3 separate regions of the Mus musculus genome follow, and all the other regions are linked to region 1. A link is a contact called in public Hi-C data. All regions are on one chromosome and are shown on one strand. Each heading gives the region's core, a stretch centred on a gene start, on an enhancer-like site or on the middle of the called end of the contact. The rest is flanking DNA. Distances are from core to core; before and after follow the strand shown. Region 1 overlaps Gm20125 (predicted gene, 20125). Region 2 overlaps Gm32543 (a long non-coding RNA gene). Region 3 has its middle 26 kb from the start of Gm20655.

Region 1 (4,736 bases), core at 2,116-4,615:
CCTTCTGACCTCCACACCCCACACACATCACACAGGTACAAATACACATTCACACCCACACTCCACAATCCACATGCTCCCTCCCCGAAACTAGATCACAAGGACTAAACAGGCTATCAATGTTTTCTGGGTTATTGTATTGCTCAGAATCCCTTTTAAACAGCTCTCGTACATGATACTTGGCTGATGATCTTTTGTACATGATCTTGACATAGTCCTCGCAGTATTCAATACTTTGGAGATCTCTCAGTGTTATATGTGGCTATGGTTGTTTCAGCAGAGCTTTAACCTCTTGGCTAATAGGCACCTTAGGTTTTTCTGGTGGTGGCTTGAGGAAGGTATGCTATATCCTTACCACTCATCAGTAAACCAGGGGGCGTTAGCTTTGAGTGTTCATCAATAATTGTGCCTGGATTTGTTAATTTTATTTATTTGCCTACCTTCTCAGAGACATTTTCTTGCTTTATGTCATTTTACATGCTTAGGCTTTGTAGTAGTTGAGCTTTGCTCTCTAAGTAAGCTAGTTATCTTAAGTAAGCTTATCTCTTACATTCTCTCGTTTTTTTCCCTCCCTTGAGTCTTCCATTCCTCTCACTGTTTCTTCCTTTTTTCTGTCTCTTGGTATATATATATATATATATATATATATTTTTATTCTCTGTATTTGCTTTGGTTGAAAGAAACTATTTAGAGTAGCAACTTTATTTTTAAATATGGATTTTTCTTTCTACAGTTAACTAATGAGTTCCATAATATTATTGCTTCAGACTTTAATTTTGCTCAATATTGAAACTGTTTTTAAATATCCTTTCATTTTCTTTGCTTTTGTTTATACACATGCTTTTTTGTTTTGTATCTTTTCCCTTATTTTTTACATATTAATTCCTCCCTATAATGTGGCTAAATTATTGACATTCAGATTCTTTGACTTCTGTTCATCTGGAAAGTCCCAAGTTAGAATATTTTAACATCATCACAGCACAAAATTTATTTACTTGTCAGAAATTCGACTTAGAATTTTAATCTTTGCCAAGGCTATCCATGTGTTATTTGAAGGGATCCAGCTATAGTTTTCAGTCATCATCACCTATTGGAGTGGATTAAGAATGCTCTGTTAGATTATATCATTGTTTGGCTATGATACCTGGTTGGTGAGTTGTACACAATGCAGTTTCAACTCAAGAACTAGTCAACTTAGCTAGAAGTTGCTGTCACACACCATTAATGTTAGTACCAGCAGAGGCAGGAGAATCTTTGTGGGTTCAAGGCTAGCCTGGTGTATAGAGCTAGTTAATCTCACTTGCCAATTTTGTGATAAAATGCTATGAATCTTTCTTATATTTGTTTTCTTTCAAGGTAGATGTTAGTTTGTGTTTCTTCTCCTTCAAAGAGGAGTTTGAATATGAGAGATGAAACAAAGCTAAGATGAGGTGTGTTGTACCCTTAAATCATGGATTCCTCTAAAATGTAAGATTTGCCCATCATTCTTGTTTAGTTTATTGTCTACACATGGTGACCGCATGAATGCTTAACTGCCTCAATTATTCAGTTTCTTTTATTCCATCCTTACTCCCTTTATCTTTCTCTATTTTCCAAGCTGCTACAAGAATACAAGAATAAGGAGATAATTTTAATTGGCTCCTTCAAAGTCTGGTCCTGTTAGTAAACAGTCATCAGTATATTGTTGACAGGACTAGTGCGTCTACAATGTTAAGAATTTTTAGAAGGCAAATAAACTGCTCTATTCTAGAATCTTCTGTAGGTTCGTTGTGACTTCTTGTGGATATTTATTTCTTTCGGTTGCACCTCCTTTTCACCTTGGCTGGTGTTGATAATGACTTATTTGCTTTTGAAAAAGTATATTTGGCCATGCGTGAAAACTAAGTGGAAAGTGGAAATTATGTGATATAGTATCCCTTACACCGCTTTCTTTACTCAGAAGTCTAGCAATTGAATTTTATTTATTGTCCAGAAACTTACCTACAGAATTATTTGTATTTAAAATTTTACTTGCAACTACTATTAGACAAGCCCTATAATTTATGGCCGGTTGAGTACAATAATTTTTTTCTCTTTTATTTTCTTTTATATTTGTGTTCCAGCTTTTAGTATGAACTATATTTTCATATTGAAGGCTTATTGTATAACTCTGAGTCCAGACTGACCATACCCTGCATTGTTTTGCCGATTTGTTCATAGACTTCTATTTTTGCTCTAACAGGTCTGGACTTTTTCTGTTTGCTGCTTTCATATGCTGATTTCAGACTGCGCTTGATTCTCTCATTGTGTTCTAAAGAAAGGTTTATCCATTATTCACTGAAATAATAGAAATTAAAATGTTGTATAAAGACAGGCGGTGAGGCTTTATTTAATTAAACAAAAAATAATGATCTAGAAAATGCAATGAAAAGTGGGGATGGGGGCAGGGCTTGTTGCTGAAAGTCCTTACTGATAAGAGAAAACGGAAGTCTTCGTTCAAGAAGAAAAAGTAAGGGAAATTAAGGTCAGACTGTGTATTTGGAATATTCATGACTAAAAACGAGTGGAAGCAGGACTTTTTCATTGTGTGATTCTGAAGAAATGCTAAGATGCCATTGATTTATATTTCTCAAATCCTGCTTCGGGTAGGTGCACAGGCGCTTGTGATAAACAGGGGCTCTAGGTAGCAGGCACATGCATCAGGCGATGGCTAGAGTCGGGCCTAAACTCCTCTGTAGTTATCTCCACTTCTACTTTGCGCAAGTATCATTGAGGGATGTGGCGTTGGGGTGGAGGGGACGCTAAGATAGTCTCCAATTGGAGAACAAAACTAAAGGGACTGTAAATTCTGTGTTGCCTGTCTCTCCCCAGCCCCCCTTTCTGGGTTTTAAGGTGGTTTAACAGATTTTCCTTTTTCCCCGTGGCATACTGTTTACATTTTCTACTGATTCCTACAGTACTTGTTCTTGTGGGAGAAGAAATGAGGAAATATATAAAGAATAATCTGAACAGTAGAAGGATTCTCTGATTTCTCTCTCAGCAGTGGTTTTCCATCCGAGTGGCTCCTGGGTAGGGAGTGTATCAAGCTAGGTTGGTGCCAGCTGGGTGCAAATTGCCTCTATTTCATGTTGTCTGCTTTGTACTATTACCTGCCTACAGCAAAACAGGGCCCCTCCAGTAGAGTAGTCTCTTTAACCAAATATCAAACAAATTAACCTTTTGGTGTGTTCCTAGGGTCCTCTCAAGTGAAGGAACACTCCTGTGACATCACTGATGGCAAAGGTTAGCCTAAAAGTAAAATGAAATCATCCGGCCAGCCAGGCCCTGCGGGAGAATCAAGGCTTGTAATTAGATTGAAGGCTCCTAGGAAACAGAGCCCTGTTGCCGGCAGAGCACTCGCAGAAGCTAATTGGAGTAAGCTTTTGCATCAGCGCTCCTGCTCCGCATCACTTACAGCCTTGAAAATAGCCGTAATGATGTATGACGATTGAGTCACTCCCTAATTTTAGCAACCCAGGCTAAACATGAATTACAAGACGAACATGTGCTTGACGTTGTTCTATCTCTCATTTGAGAGTTCTGGGATGCTCTAGGTCTGGACTGGCTCACAATCGTGGTGGTTCTCTGAGAGTGGCAGAGCTTGGAGTAGATCATGCTAGCAGGCTCAGAGAGCTTTGCTCAAGGACCAAGCAGATTCCCTCTGTTCGAACCCATGATAGTCCTTGTTTACTTGTCTGGTTGGGTGTCTTCCTACCTCTCTTGCCAATTGTTCTTTTTTTTTCCCCTTCAAACAGAGTCTGACCAAGACTTGCAATTGTTTTAAATGATTTCTGTGGTCAGTTAGGGAGAAAGAAATCTGATTATCAGGCAAATAAGCTGAATTTACCATCTGCCTGGCTATCGTGACTCAAGCCAGAAACAAACTGACTTGGGAGGCACAAGAAAGTGAGCAGGAACAGACCCTATCTTGTTATTTGATTGTCTGATCTCCTTGCCAAACCATCACACCATCTTTCACTTACATAGCTCCCTTCTTGTGCTTCTCAGGGTATAAGAAACGGGCGAGTTTTTGTTTCTTCATGGCCTTCAAGTTTTAAAGAGTTGTCAGTCCTTGGGTGATGGACTTATTATAACTAAGATAAGTAAACATTCAGGACATATTTCTTACTACTCTTGAGACAGCTGCCATGTTTGAATTCTCTAAACCTCCCATTCTGCGTTCACAGAATAAAAATTCTGTGACCCATGATTGGCATTCATAAACACAAAGTTTTATTTCGGGCAAATAGGAAATGGTGAGGGTGTGCCATGAGTTATTCCTTTGGAAATTGTATTATAACAACACTAAAAAAAGAGCTTAGATTTATGGACTTTGCTGTGCACAAGGCTGATACTTAATCATGTTAAATGATGATGCCATTTAAAGCTCATGCTCCTTGCACAGGTGGAAAACCCAGGCATTTGCATGTCTTTACAAAGACACACACCAAACAGATTTGTGAAGGACTCACAAATGGAACAGTCACATCGCAGAAGCCTATACAGATCACAAGTCCCTGTTTTCAACACGTCCACATAGCTATCCCAAAGCAAAACTCTCTCCATGTGCTCACATTAAGTCTGTTTATTTCTTATATATGGATGGCTTTTACATTTTGCACTAGCTAATCTCTTGTCCTATTTCAAATCAGAATCTGGATATTATTTACCATCTGCCTCTGTGGGATGCACTTGCCAAGTCCCTTAATTTGGTATAA
Region 2 (4,589 bases), core at 458-2,957, 610 kb before region 1:
TCTTAAAGCCTCAGCAGTTCAGGAGGCAGAGCACCCTGGAAATGGATAGCCTGGCCTTGCTCAACAGTGAGTGACCCACTTGGCACCTGGAAAAAAAGGCCTGATGAGGTCTAGGGACTGTGCCACCACTTCCTCAGGGACCATCCTGGGGATAGCTGTGCCACCCTCCCACTGTGGCGATGGAGGATGTCAAGAGGATTCCACCTAAGGAGGCAGGCAGGGCCCAGCCTGCTCAGATCTCCTTACTCCACCCCTTGGGTGATTTACCAGTTGTCTGAAAAAAGAAAATACTGATGGGATCTGGGGCAGGACCATAAGGTTTGAAGGCAGTGAGGGGAAAAACATGAGGGTAGGTCTAAATCTCCTCCCCAGTTCTCCCTCTTTCCCTACCCTGTGAGAATTATTTAAGTGTAAACATTGCCTTTGTAAAACTTAGGATATCTTCATGGAAGAAAAACTACTGTATTACTCAACGTTAGTAACACTCGCTTTGAACCTTAATTCTCAAAACCACAGAATTTAAAAAATGCTGTAAATAGCTGACACGGTGCTCTTTACCGCATTCAGAGGAATCGCGTTCGTAATCACAGAACAGGGTGCAGTTGAATTGTTCTCGGCAGTAAACAGGAGAGTTTGTAAGGAGATACCCCGACTCGCTTTCAGATTAATAATGGAAAAGTTTCAGGGTGTCTCGAACACTAAAAAAATCTTTTACTTCATTTTATTTATTTTTTAAGTTATTAGGCATCAATTGTAGTTCTGAGTACAGATAGAAGCCTGACATACGATCTCAGCCAAATTCCAAAATGTAGCAAAAACAAGGCCTGTGTATTTGGCAGGAATTTAAAACAGTCCAGGGCAGTGTCTATTTTCTGTGCCCAAAGAAGAGTTTGCGCATTTCGACTGGACTAGGAAAATAACAGGAAAACATGGGGTGGAAACAACTAATACTGTAATCGCCAACGAAGGCTGGCTGAAGGAGCAGATCAGGAATTAGCGCCCAAGCTGCAGTGTGGGGTCCAAAGATGTTTGGAGGACACTGGGCACGGAGAGTGGACTTCATTGTTAGGACGACATTGCCTTCTCTCTCCCAAAGCTCTCACCTTGCAAATCGCCCCCTCCCAGCCCAGGCCCAGCTCACTTCTTAACTCTTCCCTGTGAGCTAACCTTCAGTCAGCCCTTCCATCAAGGCAAAAAAAAAAAAAAAAAAAAAAGAAAGAAAGAAAAAGAAAAAGAAAAAGAAAAAGAAAAAGAAAAAGAAAAAGAAAAAGAAAAAGAAAAGAAAAAGAAAAAAAAAGAAAGGCTTTGTGAACAAAGCCTCGTTTTAAAGCCTTTCCCCCACTAAAAGTGCGCCCCTCCCCCTCCTTTAAAGAGGCGGTGTGGGGGTAATTTTCTCCTTTCCTTCCTTCCTTCCTTTCTTTCTTCCTTCCTTCCTTTCTTTCTTCTTCTTTCCCCCCCTTTGAGTTTTGTGTTTCTGCAGTCCAGGCTTGGGAAGCCGTCCTTGTTTGAGGGTTGATGGATATTTCTTCAGAGATACCATCATACCGCTTGTTATTGTAACACTTATTGGTGATAAAGTTCAGAGTAAAAATTAAGCAGCTGCAATGTAGCAGCACAAATTAGTTTAATGTAAGCAGTCAGGAGCAGCTGGCTGGCTCAGGACTCGAATTTAGCTGTGGGGGGAAGGGTGCTGTGACGCTGACAGGGTTTTTTTTTCCCCTCTACATAAACATTTTTTGGCTGTTACAGCTTTTGTGCTGATCATGTGACAGTGTCCCTAGGCAGATAATTTATTTCTGTGGCTTTCATGAGCAATCATTAACCTTCAGACACTGAGTTTGCGTTCTGCTTTGTGGCATTTGTTATTATTATTATTGTTATTATTATTATTTTTTTGTGTACTAACTAGTTTAATTCAGAAACTGTCAGGAGAAAATTACAACCAATTCATAACAGGTTCCAATGCATAACACTTAACGTTGCTATTAAAGCAGATTTTGCTCACAAGATCGCTCTTCTGGCTTTTCTGGGTGTTGGTGGATCTGAATTGTCATTTTCATTGTGGCTGTCACTTGGAGGTTCCTTCAGTGTCCCTTTCTCATTGCCAGGCCTCTGCAAGGTGGCCTGGCAGAAACAGGACTTGGTGAGATCTCTTTGGCAGTCTTTCCTCCCTAGGACACTGGAAGTACAATGGGCTTGGAAATGGGTATTCTGATGTTGGACCCTGTGTCCCTTCAACAACACACTCACCTTCAGTAAACATTGTGGCCATTGGTAGAGAATAACTGGAGCCAGGATATATCAGGACTGAACAACAAAGAAGCCAGCAAGGATGTCTTGCATAAATCAGAAGGGACAGAGGAGTATCATTCCTTACATCTACTAATCATACTGACCCTGGTTTTTTGTTTTTTTGATTTTTGTTTTGTTTTGTTTTTTTAATTTATCTGTTGCTTCGATCTGTGATCTGTTTGTGTTGACTGTCCTTTCCTACAAACCAGTAATTCAGGAGTGATGTGTGCAGGACCACTCTCTGGCGTCTATCATACATGATATCGTCAGACACTTTCAGAATGCCGATTATCTTGTGGGTATTGTGTGGGCCCTGTTAGATATTCATTTATTCATTCTCTCATGGTGCATGGCTGGTGGGGGGGTGGTGCCACTCAAGATTACTTGTGCAGAGGGATTTGATAAAGTGTATTTATAAACCCCAAGAAACTGTGCTTACTGCAAAGCAAGAGAAAGACCTGTCTTCTTTTCTATTTTACTCATTTTGAAAGATTTCAGTGATGAGAGTTATCCTTCATTGACCTTAATATTTCATAAAGATAGATGTGCGAGTTATTGAATGCAGCACAGAAATTCCATTCGTTTGTAATTGTGATTTGAGAGCTAAAAACATAGTGGGAATGGATACTGTATGTCTTTAAACCTTTACAAACATCACCAGTGGGCCAGATACTAGACCGAAAACAAGGCAGAACTTGATTAAATGATCCAGATGTGAAGGCCAAAATTTTTGGGTGGGGCTAGTGTGATGGTCCAGTTGGTAAAGTCGCTTGTCTTGCAAGTCTGGTGACTTAAGTTCCATCCCTGGAAGGGCCTTATATAAAGGTAAAAGAATAAAGCCCACTCCACAAAGTTGTCCTTTGACCTTGTCATGCACCGTGCACACATACAAAAACAACAACAACAATAACAGCACAGGTTTTTTAAAAAAATAAAGTATCTGCGTCTTTGGTGTTGCATAAGGTCCCCTAGGTGTGATTAATGTGAATATGCACAAACTATTTTATGAGTTGCATTGTTGCTCAGAAGGATGAGAGGACAGAAACTTCTTTGTCCTTGGAAGACAGATTTCCTTCACAAATCTAAGGTCCTAGAACTCTGGCTTTCTCTACTTCTTTCCAAGGTCACCTCTTTGCTCACTGGATCCTAGGTTTATCTATACAAGCTGGGTTGGATTTGTACTTACATATCTGTATTTAGTAAGTCTTTTCTTCTTCCTGATTTTAAAAGAAATTCATACAAAAATACTGTCATGAATCCCCCAAAACAGTGACATCTGAGTGCTGAGTTTCCTATGCCTGGTGGAGAAGTCAGCCCCAACAGTGGTCATAATAGATACACAACTTGCCCTCACCACAGGCAAAGATGTACTCAGAAAATACAGCAAGCAGAGTTGGGAAAAGCCAATATACGAGGAAACTTTTCTGGGTCAAGCATTCACAGTTCATTCACTCTAGATACTCCGTCATAGTTTCCTTTCTAGATTCAGCTTCCTGTGGTGAGCCTCCCTTGAGGAAGTCATCCTCATCCTGTCCCCACACCCCCAAGTTTGTCACAAGCCTGGAGTCCTTTCCAGGCTGTGTTGGCCCCCTTTGATCTCTAGTTGGCTTGAATTAGCCAGTGTTCTCTCAGCTTCTGTTCTAGAACACATCCTGCTGTTTTTTGTACTTTTGTCTCTCCATCTCGAGCCTTATACTCAGAATCACTGCGTTCTAGAAGCCTCTGTGTGTTTTGATCCCTGACCAAAACAGTGTGCCTCATCCTCTCTTACTCTCAGTGCTTATTACTGTTGTTCACCTCTGTCATTACAGTACTTAAAACGTTTTTTTACTTTTTCCCATTTTAACTGTATCTTTAAACCTATCATTCAGTGACCTACCATGATTTATTCTCCAGCACAAATTTTTATTATTGATATAATACGTATGAAAAATAGCCCTCTTGGATGCACGTTATATATTCATGGATTCAACCAACCCCAGGCTGAAATATTTGACAGGAAAATTATATTTGTACCGAACATACATAGTCTGTTTTTCTTGTCACCAAACCTCAAATAGTATAGAATGGCAACTATTTACATACTCTTTTTGTTGTTTGAAGTATTGACTCAGAATGTGTGGGAGGTTCTATACAGGTTATATGCAAATGTTATTTTATGTAAAGGGCTTGCTTCTGGAATCCACATAGATCCTCAAGCCAGCCCCTTCCAAGATGAGTGTGTTGAGGAGGTAATATGGGACAGCCTCTTATACTTTATTAGGGACCAATTTGCCCAGTCTTTTACAGTCATTGCA
Region 3 (4,709 bases), core at 938-3,437, 840 kb before region 1:
TCCCCGCCGGCAAGAACACGCTCAGGACAACTGGAATCTTCTGCGGCAAAAGCTTTATTGCTTACTTCTTCAGGAGCAAGAGAGAAATGGCAAAACCCCATCCCTTTTAAGGAGAATTATCCTCCTCCTAGGACGGGTCGCTCCCTGATTGGCTGCAGCCCATTGGCCGAGTTGTCGTCATGGGGAAGGCAGAGCACATGTTGTGGAGAACTACTCTGGCACATGCGCAGATTATTTGTTTACTACTTAGAACACAGGATGTCAGCGCCATCTTGTAATGGCGAATGTGAGGGTGGCTCCCCACAACAACTGTATCAAAAATAAAGTATATTTTCCAGAAATAGAAAATGTTCCTTCAAGTTAAAAAGAAGCACACTGCCCTGCAGGTGATGAAGGGACAGACCTTGAAGTGCATGCCAGTGACAGGATCTCTATATGGCCAGACATAAAACCAACCTCACTAGTCGAGGGAAAGGCAAATTGAAACTGCAGTGAGCATTATTCCATCTGTCCAAAGTCTAAGATAAATGCAAAAGATGGCATCAAATGCTGGGGAAGACAGGAAGCAACTGGCATTCTTGCACACTAATATCTGGACAGATTGACATAATTTCCTTGGGAAACTGCTATCATCTATTGTAGTTGCAGAGAGACCTTCTGTAGCCCATTGACTCCCTTTCTTTGGAAACAGCTTAAATAGTTGTTGTAATGAATTTAAACATCAATAATGGATAAATAATGGATAAATTGTGGCATAGATTTGTATGTGACAATGAAAATGAACAAACTACTCCTGTAAGACAAAATATAGGTGACTATTTTATATATATATATATATATATATATATATATATATATATATATATATATACATACATATATATGTGTGTGTGTGTGTGTGTGTGTGTGTGTGTGTGTGTTAGCAAAAGAGGTCAGACACAAAATGCTTTTACAAAACATAAAACACACCTACTACCACACACATGCATATATAGGCAAAGAAAGCATTCATGAAGGAGAGTTCCTCTGGAGAAGAGGAAGAGAAACCTGAGATGCTAGGTGGATCTTTTACTGCTCCCACTATCATCCCCCCACTACAATCCCCCCACATCCTTATCCTCTGCAAGATCAGCAAGTGCTCTTAACCACTGAACCATCTCTCCACCCTTTTGAGTTGAGTTTTTAAGAACATCTTCTGTGGGAATTCTGCAGCTGCCACTGTCTCTGAGTGAAATACCTTATCAGGTGTTCTGCTGTAGTATTTTAGCCCTGAGACAGAACTGAGAGTAGCAGAGGGGCTCTATGATTGACAGTCCCATTCACACTGAAGGGAACCTGGGCAAAAAACTTCCTTTGAGGATGGGATGCAGATACCATATGTGTACTGTGTGCTAAGTAATTTTCAATTTTGCATACCAGAGACTTGGTCAAATTGTCCACTTCTTGAATAAACTACAACTGGACAAGCAATAGAGAGAAAACCTAACTCTCACCAACACTCTATGTCATTACCAATATTTGCCATCATCCTCGATGATATTAGATGTTATCAACATTTGAAATTTCTTTAGCCTAATGAACAAAAGTGATAGTATCTGGCGCCTTTTACTCATTTATATTTCTTCTACACTTTGTCCTATGTGGCAGAGATCTTACAAATGGTATTGAGGGCACCTGCAAACATGATGGTCTCTGTTAAGAAGGCAGCTTTACCACTGGCGTTATTTAGGATTGAAGTAAAGAAAAATAAGCAGTCAGCCTGGTAGTCTGTTTTACTAACGCTTTCACTGTCTACAGACAACACATCTCCTGTGCGTGGATCCACTGTCTGCACGCTTTCCTCTGACTGGTTTGCTTTGTTTAACACTCGGTAATATTTCTATGTGCATTCTGGACACTGATGTTTTCTCAATCTTTGTTATTGTATTTTCATTTTGTTTATTGTTTATTTAGATTTTCTCCCCATATCTCTAGAAGATAATCAATTCCTTGAATGGCGGGCTAGAGACATTGCTTTAAATTACTCCCTGATTGAGTTAGAAGATTCTTATATCCGTCCCTTAATAATGTCAGAGAAGCAGCCAGATCCAGCTGTGAAAGTACAGCCAGTCAATACTAGATATTTTTAGGAGATGAATTGTATCACAGCAAAAAATCTCCCCACAGAAAGAATGAGTCACGAAGATGACAGATTGCTGGTACGATTTGCAATAAACTCTGGCTTGCCACTTTCTGACTCACTGATTAAAGCATAAATGGATTAAAACCATTTCTCTTTGGCTTTTAGTTTAGGGAAACATTGTTACTATTCAGTGTTACTATTCAGGGGTTTGGTTATAACTGCAGGGTAGTGAGGCAGAGAGATTGAAGAGACTGTAATTTGGACTTTAACACTGTCACTAGGGTAAGAGACTGTAACCAAGGCTGAGCTTCTCTCTCCCCAAGGAAGACAGACATGAAGATAGCTTGCTTGCCAGAAGCCCCCTGCTCCTTGCTCCAGCTGTAGGTCTCTGTGAGGAATGGCATAGAGAATTTCTCAAGACATACTCTGTGCCTTCCTGGGGACGAGAGCTGTGCATCTGTGGTAGTTGTCACTGTGGGCTTGTGGCATGTGCAATGATGTAACAAACAGCTCCACCGTACTTGTGGCCTCACCCATCTGCCTGTTTGTTCAGAAGGTAGATAGCCAACAACACAAGAAAGAAAAGCAACCAAACCAAACAAACCCAGTAAGCTTTGTGAAGCTGTAAGCCAAGGAGGATTTATTGAGCAAATCAAAGGGCAGCAAGATGTGATCCTCTGAAAACAACCCATTAACCACAGGATCCAAATCACACCTTCAAAGGTGAGCTTTCAGTCCCCCTCCCCAACACATATTCATGTCCACACACACACATACACACTCACACATATACTCTGACACACACACACACACACACACACACACACACACACACACACTCACAGACACACTGTATACAAAAGTATAGCTATACATACTTATATAAATGTTAATTTTTATGCATATATAGGGCCACATCTGGCCACAAACATTCATGAACAACTACATGCATACTTGCACAGAACTACACATATGCAGCAGCACATATGATACACACTCATGCATAGACTTATACACACACAAAAAATAGTCACGTACTCTTAGAGAGCATTCATTTTCAGGAGAGTGCTCTCTACTTGGAGATTTGGGGATTCCATTTGTAACAAAAGTGTTTTAAAAGTTTATCTTTCCTGTACTGGGGCATATAAAGTTTGCGTGTCCAATGGGCCTCTCTTTCCAGTGATGGCCGACTAGGCCGTCTTTTGATACATATGCAGCTAGAGTCAAGAGCTCTGGGGTACTGGTTAGTTCATAATGTTGTTCCACCTATAGGGTTGCAGATCCCTTTAGCTCCTTGGGTACTTTCTCTAGCTCCTCCATTGGGAGCCCTGTGATCCATCCATTAGCTGACTGTGAGCATCCACTTCTGTGTTTGCTAGGCCCCGGCATAGTCTCACAAGAGACAGCTACATCTGGGTCCTTTCGATAAAATCTTGCCAGGGCCAAAAAGGTTGGAGAGGGTGGGTAGGGGAGTGGGGGTGGGTGGCTATGGGGGACTTTTGGTATAGCATTGGAAATGTAAATGAGCTAAATACCTAATAAAAAAATGGAAAAGAAAAAAAAAGGAAAAAAAAAGAAAATTCTATGTTAAATACAAAAAAAAAAAAGTTTATCTTTGTGTTGCTTCATTGCTGAACACTCTAAAGATTGGCTAGTCTTCAAGTCCTTCCTTTTGTACTAAGCTTGCAAGGCAAGTGGCCTTGCAAGGCCTGAAATATTTCCTTTAGTCTTGTTTCTGCTCTCACCACAGTGCTGGCACAGAACCTCATGTGTAGGAGAACCTTGATCTATGTTGGAAAATTCTTACATTTTTCTCTTGTCTGGGTCTTAAAATTAAAAGGTTTGGGATTTCTTGTCTCCTTTTCCTTGTCTGGCCTATGATAGATGTGCCAAAGCCCTGCCTCTATCTCTTAGAGGGAAACACTCTTCAAGAGACTAGGAAACTTGACCCATTTCCATGTTCTTGAAGATTTTATCAGAAATACCCAGTTCCTCAAAGATCACCAGTGCAAACACATTAGTCAACGGTTGCTGTGTACAGACACCTGAGATGTTAAAGGAAGGGAGACTTGCTTAGCCATAGTTTCAGAGGTGTCAGTCCATCACAGCCAGGTAGGATGATAGAAGGACTCATATCATGGTGACCAGGAATCAGGCAGAAAGACAATGCCTTCGCTGCCTTGCCTTCTGTCTTTTCACTTCTTATTTCTTCCAGGCCTCTGACCTCTAAAATAGTGCCACAGGTGTTTAGGGCTTCTTCCTGCTTTAGTTAATTCTCCCTGAAAAGGCTGCCCCAGTCTCAGCCAGGCGTGCTTCACTTACCCACTCGATGTGTCTCCACTTAGTCAAGATGACAGGCAAGATTAGCCATCACAAACCCTCCGCTTTACAAAGGAAGCTTGATATAAAGGTATTTCTTCAAACCTTAACACCAAGGTTCTCATTTTTTGGATAAATAAACCAATTGAGTAACTATTGTTTCTGAGCTAAGTTTGTGTGGTGTATTTCTTTTTTTTTTTTCATTTCCATCTTTGTTTTAATGTTCTTTTAAATATTTATAAAAATTTTAGTGTGTTCATTTTGATTT

The links. A called contact is a pair of places that touch in the nucleus more often than the background predicts.
Region 2: a contact with region 1 is called in a Hi-C map of the N1E-115 cell line, with 4 times the contacts expected there. The contact joins two enhancer-like sites. A contact is called at or near these places in 1 of 484 Hi-C or Micro-C datasets (the N1E-115 cell line) and 1 of 115 datasets of contacts at active chromatin or transcription factors (a beta-TC-6 cell line).
Region 3: a contact with region 1 is called in a Hi-C map of the N1E-115 cell line, with 7 times the contacts expected there. The contact joins two enhancer-like sites. A contact is called at or near these places in 2 of 484 Hi-C or Micro-C datasets (the C2C12 cell line and the N1E-115 cell line).

What each region holds. Positions count from the first base shown.
Region 1 is chr10:17,022,845-17,027,580 of GRCm38.p6, reverse strand. All of the region lies in intron 1 of Gm20125 (predicted gene, 20125), which reads left to right. Among named protein-coding and RNA genes, the nearest start is that of Gm20125, 71 kb to the left of the region's middle. Within about 2 kb of position 3,365, at least 28 of the 459 cell types and tissues checked have an H3K27ac peak or open chromatin away from gene starts, as enhancers often do. A contact at or near this core is called in the N1E-115 cell line, where this site is marked.
Region 2 is chr10:17,629,104-17,633,692 of GRCm38.p6, reverse strand. All of the region lies in intron 3 of Gm32543 (a long non-coding RNA gene), which reads left to right. Among named protein-coding and RNA genes, the nearest start is that of Gm32656, 28 kb to the left of the region's middle. Within about 2 kb of position 1,707, at least 44 of the 459 cell types and tissues checked have an H3K27ac peak or open chromatin away from gene starts, as enhancers often do. A contact at or near this core is called in the N1E-115 cell line, where this site is marked.
Region 3 is chr10:17,858,764-17,863,472 of GRCm38.p6, reverse strand. No RefSeq gene overlaps it. Among named protein-coding and RNA genes, the nearest start is that of Gm20655, 26 kb to the right of the region's middle. Within about 2 kb of position 2,187, at least 35 of the 459 cell types and tissues checked have an H3K27ac peak or open chromatin away from gene starts, as enhancers often do. A contact at or near this core is called in the N1E-115 cell line, where this site is marked.